Linked DNA regions of Hordeum vulgare: region 1 is linked to region 2. Evidence: chromatin contacts called from public Hi-C data. All regions are on one chromosome and are shown on one strand. The core of a region is the stretch at or near the end of the contact, and the rest is flanking DNA. Distances in the headings are between cores, read along the strand shown. Region 1 holds the start of LOC123413180 (probable glutathione S-transferase GSTF1). Region 2 holds the start of LOC123408390.

Region 1 (2,715 bases), core at 97-2,596, 310 kb before region 2:
GAATGTGATGTTTTTATTTAATGATTTACCAAAGCGTAAAATAAATGCTTCCTCCAAATTTTGCATCAAGGAAGAAAACTAAAATATCATCACATTAAACCTATAAACCACAACCCACACAATGCAAAATTGTACGTACTTAATCGCTGAACATAACTGTTCGTCTTTCGTACGATGTGGTGCACACATACACCTGACAGCTATGAGAAAAAAAATTGGGTGTTGCTAAACCAAGTGATTGGTTTGGGCATTGGAAAAACGCCAAGAGGAATTTGATGGCAGGGAGTTAGCTAACAAATCGCTCTGAAAACAATTACTGGGTAAAAGCTGACAAAACTTTTGCTAAATGGGGTAATCTAAATGAAAATTTGTCAAAATGGGGTAATTAGTGTCAAAAATGTTAAAGTATGGGGTAAAAACTGAAATTCACTCTTAGATTTACTCGAACAAGTCGTATTATAGGAATCTTGATTTGTTTGTGGGCCGTCATACAAATATATGAACGTCCAAAGAAATTTAGGCCCTGTTTGAAACCACACAGATTATATAATTCAGTTTTTATAATCTATTTTATCTTCAAACAGGACAGATTATAATATAGATTATAAAAATTAGATGAACAGATTATTAAAAACTCATAATCTACTCTACACGAGCTAAAATCAGATTATGGATTGCTAATGACCTATTACCCTTGTAAAGTTGGAGATAATTACATTCCTACCACCGTCACCCTTCTCTTTTTAAAAAAAAAAGAGGACGAACAAGTCATTATGCAATGTAAAACCTGGATTATAGGTTATATAATCTGGCATTCAAACATGCACACGTAGATTATTTTTATAAACCAGATTATATAATCTATCTTTATAATCTAGATTATCATAATCTATTGTGGTTTTAAACAGGGCCTTAATTAACTAGACAGCTCACCGAAGAGGACGAGATCGCCATCTTGTAAAGCTGGGACTTGCCCAAACGGCTGCAAGAAGGCACCATAGATAGAGTAACCTGTCAGCACTCTGAAGTCTAGCAGCCGACGAATTAATCTGAGCAAAGGGTGTTTATGTTGCTTACATTCCTGGCGAGGTGGTCAGGGCGCTTATGCCCCTTGCCGGGGAAGTCGATGTCGACAAGCTCGTACTCTGCGCCCACCTCCTCCAGGCACACCAGCACCCTCGCCACGTTCGTCGACCCCGCCGGCCCGAACACCTTCACCGGCGCCATTTCCTAGTGGAGGTGATGCTGTCCGGTGGCAGAAATATGAAGATAGGGTGGTTGCGGTGTGCAGGCAGCCAGGCAATCGCAAAAATCTGCGAGAGAATGCGCGTCCCTTTCCACGAGCTGCTTTGTAGGTCCTCAAGAATACTGTTCTTGTTCTGGCACCAACAAACTACCGGAGCCGAACAATGTTGCTGTCCTTTTCCCCTTAAGTTCAGTTACCTGAAAATAACAACCGAATTAACCTCGAATTTTCTAGGACTTAAGTTCACTTATGGGAAAGATAGGCAATTTAGTGAAATCTACACACCAATTGGCCTAAGTGACCTTATATATATACGAGGTGTCGGGCTTCAATGGCATTGACATAAGTGTGTTTTTGTTGTATAGAAATGACTTTTTATCACTTCTATTTGTCATTGTATTATTTTTTTAACACAAGTGTCTTTTTGTTGTGTAGAAAGGGCATTTTCTCACTTTGTCAGTCTTTTTGTTTGTCTTTTTGGCATCATTGCCTATTTTCTTGGTTGGCTGGTCGAAAGCCACGATGTTTGCATTATAGAGTTATTTCATAGTCCAAAATAATTTATCAAAAACAATTAGAGATAAAACTTAAGGCCGTGGGTAGCTATCACCATAGGTAGTAAATTATATTCGTATCCGAAAAAATACTACTCCCTCCGTTCCATAATATAGGACATTTTTTGACATTGTACTAGTGAGTAGAAAATAAATTCACAAAATTCAGAATCTTTCAATAGGATAGGACCGCTCTGCGCCGCTGCCCACCCCCCAGGAGTCTGACCCAAGCAGGATCTAACTATGCCGCTACCCGCCCCCGCCCTCACTGTTACTTGTGGCTCAAGGTCAGACTGCGCTGCCATCCGTCTTAGCCCCGGCCATTAGTTGTAAATCAAAACCGGACTATGTTGTCTTCTCGCCCGCTCCCATACCGACTGTTAGCTGCGGATCAAAATTAGACTACACCGCCCGCCCGCCCCCGCCCCCGCCCCGACTATTACTTGTAGATCAAGATCAGACTTTGTCGCCGTTGACCCCCTTCTCTCATGTGCGGGTCATCGTCGAAATCATCTTCCACGCCCCCTTCTCTCTTGCATGTCTCCTCCTGTGAGAGAAGGGACAGAGGAAGCAAACATGTGACATAAGCAGGAAAGAGGGTTGATTTACATAATTAATCTATCTTGTCTAAGAGAGAAATCTTTATAAGCGATTTTCACTCGTCTGGTGCTGTCATGGTGGAGCATCAACGCGATGTGCATCGTGTGCCGCCATTGGCGCTACTCAGTTTTGCCCACGTGTGGTCCCATGTTGGTGATGTCACCAATGAATCAGGGTCTGTCGACAGTTTTCCAGGCGGTCCTGGAGGGCATCTTAGTCCGTCGAAACCCAATTTTCCCACCTCCACGCAACACATGTTACTAGAATTATTGCAGGGGGTTGATGGCACTAAGTAGCAACTAGTGCCTACTCTTT
Region 2 (2,896 bases), core at 35-2,534:
CCTAATAAATCCTAGAGGCCCACGCAACCCATTTGTGCAAGGCAAGAGGTGGAAATGTTTAGTCCCACATTGCTAGTTTAGTGGGAGTTGGACCTCCTTATAAGGGGGGATGTTTCCACACATGTATGAGCTTGAGAACAAGAGAGATATACACGAGCACTCCTCCTCCTCGGCCGCCCGCCTCGCCTCTCGCCTCCTTCTCTTGCGCCTATAAAAGAGAGGTCGCTCCTCTCTAGAGAAGACGCATCAGAACTTGCTCTCGCCACCGGTTCCTTTCTCTGTGTTGCTGCTACGTTCTTCCCCATCCCAACTTGCGGCGTGCACCGTACGTCGGGACAGTAGGCCTCTGAAACTCCGTCTCTTCGAGTCCTGTATGGGAGAAGGGCGATAAGGTTTTTGGAAAGCGCTTAGCGCGACTACTGGCTTCCATCACGGACACCGACGATTTCTTCCCGGACGACGACTACTTCCCCGACATCGGCCACCTCTTCGGTAACATGGCCAACGACAACGCCAACACCAATCCTACTGCTGCTGCAACTCAGTACGTACTCATGTTCTTTTTCGCTGAGTTCCTACCGCAACTTTCTGCTATAGTTTCACTTCTAGATATGTTCTGTTTCTGCTCATCACTCCATATGATGTCTTGTGTATATAGAACGGCTCTACATATGTTCTCTTCTAGATGATATGTGCACATGTCTTTCGTCGTCTCATCTTTATATTCCATGTCTTGTTTCATATATTTTATGATAGTAATGTTTTTCCTAGCTTTTCTTTTAATAAAATCCTATGGTAAATTGCTCGTATTTTCAACAGCTATGCCGTAAGAGTCTGGAGCATGATTTATGATTGGATGGGCATACCATCTACAACAAATGCTTGGAGGGGTCTCGAGACAGTCAAATAATGGTGGGCACACAACAATGATCGTCGTAACCCCCTGAGGAAGGCGGGAACATCTCTAAAGATGCTGGTGTGCTGTGTAATCTGGAACGAGAGAAATGTCAGGGTCTTTCGAAGATGCCGGCGAGCTGTGGAGGCTAGGTGTGTGTGGTACGCCGTCGATTTGGGAGACATGGTGACGACGCGGTCGGCTAGCGTTCCCCGAGCTAGGTTGTGGGGGTGTTGTGGGGGCTCGGGGAGGTAGATTACTGTCGTACCTTTGGTGCAGCGAGGCTAGGTTCCTCTTGTTGGCAGGTGTGGTGGCGGCAGTGATCAAGGCGAAGGATTTTTTTTGCCGTAGCTCCTTCCCCGCTTCATTGGCGTTTGCTCCAGCGCCGATGACGAGCTTGGTGTCTCTTTGTACAAGTGTTTTCAGGACTGCTTCCCTCGATTTATCGGTGAAGGAGGCGATGAAGATGGTGGTGGTTCGATCTGCTTTCCTCACTAACGTGTTGGTCCATATGGACCGTAATTTGGAAGCTTTCCCGTCTTTGGATCCAAGGTCAGGTTGGGTTCGATGGAGCAGCAACAACGGTGGGGCGGCGCGTCTTTAGTTCACGTTAGTGCTGTGTTTGGTCGGGCTTCCCAGGGATCCGTTTGTAATTTTCTTATTGTATAGGGTGACTTGTCTTCATTTTCCAGGATTTTATCCTATCTCGCGTGAAGAAAGAAAAAAGACTCAATTCTTTGCGCAAGGATTCGATGGCCTGCCCCGAGTTCGTCGGGGACTGGGTTTCGTAGAGGCGCCGCCCTCTCCCCTTCGCTAATAAAAAGACAGGCCCCGCTTTGGTATTTTAGATTTAGAGAGGAAAAGCGACTCGGTATTTTAGATTTAGTGAGGCCCCGCTTTGGTCTCATCTCATAAATGAATAATAAAAAAGAGTAGGAAGATGGGAGTGAGGCTGATGATGCATCACATGGCGGGAGGCGGCTGGATCTCCCTGCCGGCAGAGCTCCTCAAGAAGTCTCCGACCGTCTGCCGGCCGACATGGACCAAATCCACATCCGCCAGGTATGCTCCCACTGGCGCGCGTCCATCGCCCCGCTAGCGGCCTGCCGCCCTTGCGATTTTTTCACGATTTTAATCCATGAGATAAAAGTATTGCACGGAATGAACTTTCATTGAAACCATTTTACGATTTGATTTTTTTTGAAACGCCAGAGCCCGTGGCGTTGCAGACGCACATAGAAACGCCAGTCTAAGGCGTTGCAGACCCACTCAAATGCTAGTCTAATGTGGCGTTGCAGACCCACTCAAACGCTAGTCTAATGTGGCATTGCAGACAGCATGCCGTGGGATGGCTGGATGTCGTCACTGCGTTCCCTAGTGGGTCTGCAACGCCAGCACTGTTGGCGTTTCACAAAGGGCCTGCAACGCTACATTAGACTAGCGTTGCAAGAAAGAAAAAACAACACGGTAGACAGGCGTGTCACTGTTGGGCAGCAACGACAGCACTGTTGGCGTTTCACAGTGGGTCTGCAACGTCACTTTAGACTGGCGTTGCAAAAAAAACGTCACGGTAGACAGGCGTGCCACTTTAGGGCAGCAACGCCATGGTAGACAGGCGTTGCATAGAGGGCAGCAACGCCACGACTTGTGGCGTTTCTAAAAGGGTCAAATCGTGAAATGCTTTCAAATCTGGTTTATTTTGTGCTCATGTTTAGAAAAAAAAAAGTTAAAACAGTGAACCGGCCCCAGCCCCGGCCCCGGCCCCGGCCGGCTTCCCCTACTGCTGCGGCACGCCCTGTGGCTGGCTCGCTCTCACGGACGACCTGCGATCCCCCACGAGGCTCATCCTCTGGGAGCCCCTCTCCAAAGCCGAGATCCCTCTGCCCACTTTGACAACCGTCGCCCAAGTATTCCTCTCCGGAGACCCGCTCGCCTCGCCGGGCTGGATCGCGATTGCGAGCCAGAAGATCCCCGGCGCACAGATCGGGCAGAGGCTCTTCT

Evidence for each region. Hi-C and Micro-C count contacts between places; a contact is called where the count stands out from the background.
Region 1: a contact with region 2 is called in a Hi-C map of leaf, with 6 times the contacts expected there. The contact joins the promoter of LOC123413180 here to the promoter of LOC123408390 in region 2. A contact is called at or near these places in 2 of 6 Hi-C or Micro-C datasets (leaf and seedling) and 1 of 1 datasets of contacts at active chromatin or transcription factors (embryo).

What each region holds. Positions count from the first base shown.
Region 1 is chr7H:98,121,241-98,123,955 of MorexV3_pseudomolecules_assembly, reverse strand. LOC123413180 (probable glutathione S-transferase GSTF1) reads right to left here and starts at 1,346. Exons shown (of 3, transcript XM_045106128.1): 1 at 1,078-1,346; 2 at 934-982. The coding sequence starts at 1,227.
Region 2 is chr7H:97,808,589-97,811,484 of MorexV3_pseudomolecules_assembly, reverse strand. It overlaps LOC123408390, which reads left to right and starts at 1,284. Exons shown (of 3, transcript XM_045101509.1): 1 at 1,284-1,447; 2 at 2,631-2,896. The coding sequence starts at 1,284.